Regions from separate parts of the Zea mays genome. Here all the other regions are linked to region 1. The links are chromatin contacts, called in public Hi-C maps. All regions are on one chromosome and are shown on one strand. Each heading gives the region's core, a stretch centred on a gene start, on an enhancer-like site or on the middle of the called end of the contact. The rest is flanking DNA. Distances are from core to core; before and after follow the strand shown. Region 1 has its middle 20 kb from the start of LOC100194141. Region 2 holds the start of LOC100276256. Region 3 holds the start of LOC100383867.

Region 1 (3,028 bases), core at 288-2,787:
GGCGCATGGTCGCGTCGCACTGGTGGGCACCGGCAGGCGAGCACACCACCCCCTATCTCTTCTCCTGGTCCATCAATCGTCCCGCCATGTGATGCGAGCGGGCAACTCAACTGCAGCGGAAGCAATCCCGTCGCGATCGGCGCGATTTACCCGGCTTTTCTTTCTTTCTGTCTGTCTTCCAGTCACGATCGGGACGACCATGGGACGATCCACCATCCGTGTTCCGTGCAGCGCATGGAATGCAACGCAATGCAAGAGGTGTCGTCTGTAACAATGATTGTAAAGCCTGTAACAGCTGAACACATGACAGAAAGAATGGATATCCGAGCAACCAAGGCTAGATTAGACAGCGACGGCTCCAGAATTTTACTACATGATATACTATATCTAAGCATAACTATATTTTTAAGGGATTTCTATTTTCGTAAGAAAAAATGAACTATTTTTCCTTTGAAAAATGAAAAATGGGATTCCTAAACTAGCATTAAAATTTAGATAATTCAATACTAGTTTTAAATTTTGAGCATTATGTTGTATATATACATACATCAAATTACAGTCTGAAGAACGACGCGTGCAACAGTATTAGAGTATCTGCTGATCAGCGGCGCTTGGACGAATCTCTCCGACTCCGAGGCGAGTGGATCCCGTCGTCGTGTCGACCTCCAAGTGTGGCCGCCCGGAGGAATCTATCTGTCGTGGGTCGTTGCCGTGTGCCGGACGCGGCAGTGGCCTAGATTCCACTGCACCGCATTGCCGGACCGGGCCGGCTGGCTGCCATGATATCGATACCCTCCTTTTCGGGTCTCTCTCGCGTCAGTGTGAACGCGAATCAAAGCGGGCTGCCTTCTCTATGACTATGCGTGCCATGCTTACTGCTTCTGCTACACCTCCTAGAGTGTTCTTTAGGCTAATCTTCGTCACCTCTTCTGTTCTATTCACTACCTCACCTCTTATTACGAACTTCCCTCTACAAACAAACTCAAATAACCTGGTTTCCGTTATGTTCCCAGGTGGTGGAAAAAGACGCATTTCTTCGGGTGCAATGCAATGCACAGATTACCATCCCCGCTCGGTAAGCGGCGGTTTCCGATTAAAAAAAAATTCTTCAAGGTGCAGCATAGAAGGCGGCCTCATATATGAGCTGTGTCTAGTTTCACAATTGGTACGATTCGTTCTTTTTTACCTTTTTTTTTGTTAACAAATTTACGTACACACACAAAGAAGGGTCACAATTTCCTTTTTTTTTAAAATTATAAAAGGAATAAGCTTGGCCATCGTAGATAGCAGTGCATTAGATACGTACTATATATGTGGGTGTTAACCTACTTACTAACTTTATCAATTTAGTTGTGAAAACACAAAAACCCACTTTGAAGCAAGTACCTCCAAAGCTAAAGTTGTTGAGGTGGGCAGCCCGAGTGCCCAGTGCCCACCATGCTTTCTGGATGACGTCACCTCCAGCGCAGCACCGAAGAAAGAACAGAATCTACAGAACGTACCTCGCCCGAAGGACGCGAATCTGGATGTGTGCAAAAAGCAAGACACACTGCACATGAGTGCGTGGTTCTTTGGCACTAGAGGTAGGGAGGGATGTGATCTGCATAGTACTACTAGTATTTTTCAGGACCCCAATATAGCGCCTTTCTGTTGTGCACTGGCGGTGTGAGCTAGCGTTGCTTGTGCTCGCTTTGGCAATATATATATATATATATATATATATATATATATATATATATATATATATATATATATATATATATATATATATATATATATATATATATATATATATATATATATATATAGGGAAGAGGTAATGGAAGCCCTGGGCTTCCCCTACTAATGGAAGCCCCAACCAGGACGCGGTCGGCCCAGCACCCACGTGCTTGCTCAGCCATGCAATATACGAATGCATATATATATGGATAAAGATGCGTAAACCATGCATAAAGGAATCTTTTGACGCCCGAATCACGTGGAACGAATATGACATTGTGAACAGCGTTTACGACTGCATAATGACTTGTACTTGACAGCATAAATCATGTAGTATGTGGTTCTGGTTCTGGCTCGGGCGGATTCCAGCGTAAACCGTGAGCTAAAACAGCGTAAATGATTACAAATTTTAGCGTAAATCGTAAATCTGTTTCGAAACGGCGAATGTGGCCCGAAAATTACAGCGTAAAAATCTCGCGCGTCCCATCGTGATCGGGTTCTTATTCGAACAGATTTTAGCGTAAAATGTAAACCAAAACAGCGTAAATGATTACGAATTTTAGCGTAAATCGTAGATTTGTTTCGAAACGGTGAATGCGTCCCGAAAATTACGGCGTAAAAATCTCGCGCGGCCCATCGTGATCGGGTTCTGACTTGGATAGATTTTAGCGTAAAACATGAACCAAAACAACGTAAATGATTACGAATTTTAGCGTAAATGGTAGATCTGTTTTGAAATGGCGAACGCGATCCGAAAATTACGACGTAAAAATCTCGCGCGTCCCATCATGATCGGGTTCTGACTCGGATAGATTTTAGCGTAAAACATGAACCAAAACAGCGTAAATGAGTACCGAATTTATCGTAAATCCTATATATGTTTTGTAACAGCAAACGAGGCCCAAAATTACGGCGTGAAAATCGCGTGCAGCCGATCGTGCGCGAGTTCTGACTCGAATGATTTCAGCGTAAAACGTGAGCTAAAACAGCGTAAATGAGTACGGAATTTAGTGTAAAACACGCACACAATCTCACTTCGCAAGAGATTGCTGTAAAACACATCAAAAAGTGTCATAAATTTGGCGTAAAACACAGTAAGACTGTTTTTAATGGAAGCATAAAACACAACAAGAAGTGTCGTAAAATTTAGTTTGAAAATGCATAAATCAGGATGGTCTCATAGGACACTTGTTTTGTTCACAGTATATCAAAATATAAAGTACAACGATATTTTGCCAATATTGTTGCAATCATACACAATTTATTTGACATGACAAAAAACGAGGAGCTAGCCCTGTCTTCGGTACTT
Region 2 (2,882 bases), core at 115-2,614, 140 kb after region 1:
AACTGAACTGCGCTTTGCCCGCCCCCGGCCCTTCCTTTTTGGGCGCATATAAACGAGCAACGTCTCGCCTTTGGGGTCGGCGGGGCCGCCGCTTTTTAGTTGCGCTCTCCCCTCCTCTCCCCCGCACCCTGCCTGCCTTTTCCATTGGAGCGCACAAAGCCGGACGGCACCACCATTTAAAGAAGGCCAACCAAGCACACGGCACGGCGAAGAAGAGACCACCACCTCACACTCCATTCACGGCAGGATCGATCGCTATAGCTGCTGCGCCCCCCTGCACCCTTGCGTCTTCTGCCGCTGCTGCGCTGCGGCTCCGGCACAGGTGCGTTTCTTGATTTACTGGGCTCATGGAGTTCGGTAGCGTGATCCGGAAAACACCCCGATTTGGTGCCGGCCGGCGGCCGGGCCGCTGCGCTCGTGCGTTAGTGCTTTTTTTTTCCGTTCGTTTGCGTGACCTAGTGGAACGAAGGGAGCTTGGCGGTCGCTCGGGCTGCCGTGGAATTCGATGTGGAAAGCGAGCTCCTCACGGATAGCGCCTGGGGGCCACCGTCTTTCGTGTAATCATCGTTGCTTGATTTGGTTTCTTCCTTTTCGTTCGAGTCTTCCCGTGCTGCTTCTCTAGTGTACGACCAGTTCGATCTATTGTCTGCAGCGGTCTCCATCTTGAGGTGTCTGTGTCCAGTGTCCACCGAAGGTGCTGGAGGGTTTGGACTCTCTGCCTTCTTGTTAGCTTCTGTTGGTATTGTACAGTCCCTAGAGAAGGCTAGTTTTCAAAAGGTTATTTTGCTAATCTCCTCTTCGATTTGTCAAGACTGAAGGCATGATTAAAACCTTGTGTCGTCAACTTTGGATAGTTCGTTTCAGTTTTGGTGCTTTGTTGCGGTGAAAAATCTCATGTTCAATTCCCCTGAGAAGTCCCACAACTCGCTCCTACGTCCTACCATGATGTTAGTACTATCTTTACAAACAGAAACATGCACTCGTGTTTGTAAATTCATCTATGTCTCTATGATGTGCTTTTGATATAATTAACTTGTACTGAATGTAAGACTCTTGCTCTGTGTACTATAGTGTTCTGCTGCTGACATGGTTGAATTATTTTTTCGTATATGTAAGTGCTAATGATAGTCCATCTAGTTGTGCCAGCTTTGGTTAGCCACTTCTTGTAAGACCCATGTGAGTACCTAGTTATTGAGGACATTTGACTGCAATAAAAAACAAACTGACTGTGCATTGGATGGTATTCTTCTTCTTGTGAAGTGATTACTGGTTCTTCTCTTTGAAAAGTTGGTTCTCGCTCACCAGCTGGAAGTTTATTTTGAATTGGATTGCATTGTGATTATTTTACTACTTTGTGAGCTGTCGAATCTGTAGTTCTTAATATAATGATATTTAGCTCTTCTACGTGTTTGATAAAAAATTCTCTAGCTCTTTTTTATTGTTCCCGAGGACCAGATTCACCAATGTTTCTTGTTTCATGTCTAATGTGGAAGTCTCTCAGAACTGAGTACTTTTGTTTGAAGAAAGATTTGTTCAGTCAAGCTTTGCAAATTACCATCATAGTTTGGATGACATCCATGGTTACTTTGATGAGTTTATGGAGCCCTGGTTGCCGAGCTTATCTGGGTTCTCTGACAATGGAACTGTAATATTTGCAACAAAACTTTCCTCATCTTGGAAGAAAGTTTCAAGAGGGCTTGACAACTTATAAGTGTCCTGTGAAGCCTGATGACGTGTTCGTGAGGGCGAAGTGGGAGAGCAAAATTACTTCTGGCATGCAGATGTCAACAGATCCTAATCACTACGGGGTATTTCCACATTCATTCTGCAACCAACATGTGGTTTCATTTCAGACGAGTTCAGTTACTAGTGTATCAGGAGCCATACCAGTTTGTCTAGACACTTCCAGTGGAATGAATGGCAATATGGCGATGTTGAACACTACAACTTCAACGATTGTATCCACTGGTTCACCAAACATGAGTGCTGAGTTTTCTTGCCAGAACCTCAAGTATACTGCACCGTTGGCTGTGGAGTGGTCCTATCCGGAGCTGCAATTGTTGAATGATGGCCTCAACAAGTAAGATATACTGCCATTTATTCTGAATTAACTTTCTTCCAAGATGAGGAAAGTTTTGTTGCAAATATTACGTAAGATATATGGAACTGTAAGATATACTGCCATATAAATGTTGAAAAAAAAACTGAATTAAGTAGCTATTTTCATCTCACCTTAATAATGTGACTTTTTATCCTATATTTACTATTCAGTTCCTTAACAATTTGATCATGACCATGCATTGAAGTTGAGGTCAAACTGCCAAGATTTTGTGCTGCCTAAATAACCACTCCCTCGGTCCTGGAATATAATGGATATTCAGTTGTCTTAAGTCAAACAATCCTAAGTTTGACCAAGTTTGTAGAGCTGAGCAATAATATCTAGAGACTACGACACCAATGATTTTTTTTTAAAAAAAATCGACCGGGGAGGGAATGACCTTCCTCCTGGTATTATATTAAGAAGAGACCGAAACAATGGTCGTGGCCGAGAAAAAATCCCTGAACCCTGGCCCCCATCACTAACGGGTCGACGTTAACTGTCCACTCTGCAACGGCCTAACCAGAGGGTGGCGCACAGGACATCGTAACCCGAGAGCGGATAGAACACAGCGAGGAGATTTTTTAAACCAAACTAGAAAATTTGCCCCCAAGGGGAAACGAACCCAAGACTTGAAGGTTCTACTCGGAAACCCTTAACCACTAGGCTAGAGACCCTTTCGCACACCATAATATATATAATAAAGTTCATTTGATCTTGTAAATATTATTGTTCTTTTCTACAAATTTGGTCAAAATTAGGATGGTTTGTCTTAAGCCAACTG
Region 3 (2,975 bases), core at 186-2,685, 210 kb before region 1:
TCAGAAACTTATGCAATAAGACAGTATGCATTTATGGCATTTGCCTCCAGTTATGTGCAGTTAGAACATCTCAAATGTTTGCAAATGTGGAACAGGAGACAACAAAGAAATGTACATGAATCTTTTACATCCTTTATGCAGGTTTGAGCACCGTTCTTTCAGTTCATCAGTAAGATGTTCCAAAGAATTGACCTGCAGGTATTGGAAACAAGTTGGGACAATAATTTAAATGCATGTATAGTTTCATTTTGAAGTTCAAAAACAAGGTTTTGGGGCAACGAAGAGAGATAATTTGGTGATTCTGGAGAGAAATTAGAAGGGAAGGCCTGGTGCAGCACCAGGTCACGGGTTTAAGCAGCCCACCAGGTCACGGGTTTAAGCAGCCTCTCCGTACTTTGAGAAAGCTTGACTGGGTTTATCCCTTCTCTAGACCCTACGTCAATAGGTCTGCCCTTTGGAGAGAAATTAGTGAGCCAAGTTACCCAGCAAAATTGTTTAGCACAATGCCTACACCTCTTCTTTTTTGTTTGATTTATATAAGGAACAGAATAGAGGGGATGTTTTTAAGAGGGTCCAATATTCATTATAAAAGTCCCAGCAGACTGATTCAACAAAAATGGATTGTTGTTGTTCCAGAAGGTGATTCAACAAAAAATGCAACCATCAATTCAAAATGGGCAAAGTAGTGTCCTCAGCAAAAATAAAAATGAACAGTAAACCATTGTAACAACTACAACCAGGCTGAAAATTTGCTCAAGCAAAAGCTTCACCCTCTGTACCAGGTCCATCCATGAGCTCAATTCAAATAAAATCAACCCCTTCTATTCAAATATGTTGTGCAATGCAACAGTGCAATTTGATCGTCAAAGCTGCGCCGTTGTCAGCGTTCTAACCCCTTCAAAGAAATCAATCCCAAATATCGGACGATGATTGACCCATTTTCACTAACATGCCCAATTCGTCATAACAAACACAGAATTGCAGCAATAATTACGCATCACGTCAAAACGTCGACTCTGCTGAGAAATCCCTGTGTTTCAAACCCAAAACGACCGAGGCACACTGGATCAAGCTACCAAGTCGAGATCTGCCGCACACAAAATGATCCAAATCCGCCATAGCTCCGTCACAACCACCCAGACTCCGACAACGGACCGAATCCTTCCATTCGACACACCCAAATCCAACTGACGACGTAGGACCGACCGAGATCCCAAGAAACACGAAACATTGCCTCGACGGGGCCGGATCAGGGAGGCCTCGTGGGCAGAGGAGCGAAGAGCGAGGGACGCCACCTGTTTGCGGAACATGGGGGAATCCTCGAGCTTGGTGAAGGTCGCCATGTCCGTCCTCGTGTCGCGTGGAGGCGAGCTGCTGCTGCTGCTGCTCTCTGGAAGCTTGTGGAGATCTGCGCGGGAGGGAGGAGGGAGGAGGAGAACCAGAAAGGAGGCGGTCGGGCATAGCTGTCCGTCCGGTTTCCTGTACGCCGTAGTGCGGTGCCGGTGGCGATGTCCTGGTGCGTGGTGCGGGCTGTGCAGTGTCGGAGCTGGATGGGTCGGGCTGAGTTTTGAACTCCAACCGCATTTCACCGAGTCCGGAGTGGAAAATGGGATGGGCCGACTTAGCTGGTCACGGGCTCTTGGCCGGGCTCACGAATCAAAAAACACTAGAAAACGACGCGGCGGCGTGGAATCCAGTGTAGATATCGTTGAAGCGATGATATAAATCCCATCTTAGTTTGACTAGTCAGTTATACATGCTTTGCTACGGTTTTATATATCACATAAATAAATTTAAAATATTTATTTAAATATAGTTCTTGTTTATTTATAAACACTAAGGTATATGTGGTCTGGTGGTTAGCTCTAAATTTCTGGAGCTCGAGATGTAGGTTCGAGTGCTCACTATGCACTTTTTTTTAGGTGGTATGATAGTTGCGTGGGTGGGCTCGGATGCTGAGCAAACGCGGTAGCTGGCTACGTGGGAGCTGGGATTCACATGGTAGTAGCTGAGAGAGATACGGGAGAACCAGTCAGAGAGCTAACAGGAGAACCAGTCGGGGCATGTGGGGTGGGCCCAGAGTGTCAGTGTGAAGGGTAGGTTCTTAATAGAGTAGTATAGATAAATAGGTATTGAGATATTTATTCAAATATAATTATTGGTTATTTATAAACACTAAGGTATGTGTGGTTTGTTGGTTACCCCCAAATGTTTGGAGGAAGGAGTATGGGTTCAAGTGCTCGCTTTGTGCACTATTTTTTGTACGGTGTGGTAGCGCGGAGGACGGAGGGTGAAGCCGCGTTAGGTTCTTAATATATTAGTATAGATATAGATTTGTAAAATATTAATGAAAAGAACTTATGGAGGATACTACTTATGTCCTGTTGGTTTATAACATAAGATGATCAAGACCATGTAGCTACATGCTTATATACATCAAAAGATATAGTGTTTCGGTGTTCAACAAAACAGAAATTATAGAAATATCAAACAAGTCAAGAGGGTTATAAAGGATACTGCTTTAATTTGTCTTCTTGGTTACATACTCCCTTTGTTCCCTATCTTAAAGTCATGAAAGTATGTCCTAAGTCAATGTTTTCAACTTTGATCGGTAATAACAAAATATTCATAAATATTTACTAAATAAAAATGAACTATTATATTTATTATTAAAACATCTACCACTATATATAATTTTTGTAATTAAAATAATTATTTTTATAGATATTGTTGGTCAAAGTTTCAAAACATTGACTTAGAAAAAACCATCGTGACCTTAAGATCAGGAACGGAAAACGGAGGGAGTACATCGTTTTTTGCTTTTTGCTTGAGATTGGATCCTTCTAATTTTCTTATGTTGTGGAAGATCTTTGTCATCAACTATTTCCTATTAAGAAAAGTTTTATGAATCATAACAACCTAATGTGATTATGAATAGAGCCAAGTTTAAGTTTATGGAAGCTACAAATAGAGCA

Evidence for each region. A called contact is a pair of places that touch in the nucleus more often than the background predicts.
Region 2: a contact with region 1 is called in a Hi-C map of bundle sheath, with 6 times the contacts expected there. The contact joins the promoter of LOC100276256 here to the enhancer-like site in region 1. A contact is called at or near these places in 16 of 25 Hi-C or Micro-C datasets (bundle sheath, ear, endosperm and 4 more) and 1 of 3 datasets of contacts at active chromatin or transcription factors (leaf).
Region 3: a Hi-C map of leaf shows a contact between it and region 1, with 1.9 times the contacts expected there. The contact joins the promoter of LOC100383867 here to the enhancer-like site in region 1. A contact is called at or near these places in 8 of 25 Hi-C or Micro-C datasets (ear, leaf, root tip and 2 more) and 1 of 3 datasets of contacts at active chromatin or transcription factors (leaf).

What each region holds. Positions count from the first base shown.
Region 1 is chr4:149,431,665-149,434,692 of Zm-B73-REFERENCE-NAM-5.0, reverse strand. No RefSeq gene overlaps it. Among protein-coding and RNA genes, the nearest start is that of LOC100194141, 20 kb to the left of the region's middle. Within about 2 kb of position 1,537, at least 17 of the 20 cell types and tissues checked have an H3K27ac peak or open chromatin away from gene starts, as enhancers often do. A contact at or near this core is called in bundle sheath, ear, endosperm and 4 more, where this site is marked.
Region 2 is chr4:149,287,738-149,290,619 of Zm-B73-REFERENCE-NAM-5.0, reverse strand. LOC100276256 reads left to right here and starts at 1,364. Exons shown (of 8, transcript NM_001150088.1): 1 at 1,364-2,080. The coding sequence starts at 1,776.
Region 3 is chr4:149,640,141-149,643,115 of Zm-B73-REFERENCE-NAM-5.0, reverse strand. LOC100383867 reads right to left here and starts at 1,435. Exons shown (of 20, transcript NM_001362217.1): 1 at 1,296-1,435; 2 at 116-192. The coding sequence starts at 1,343.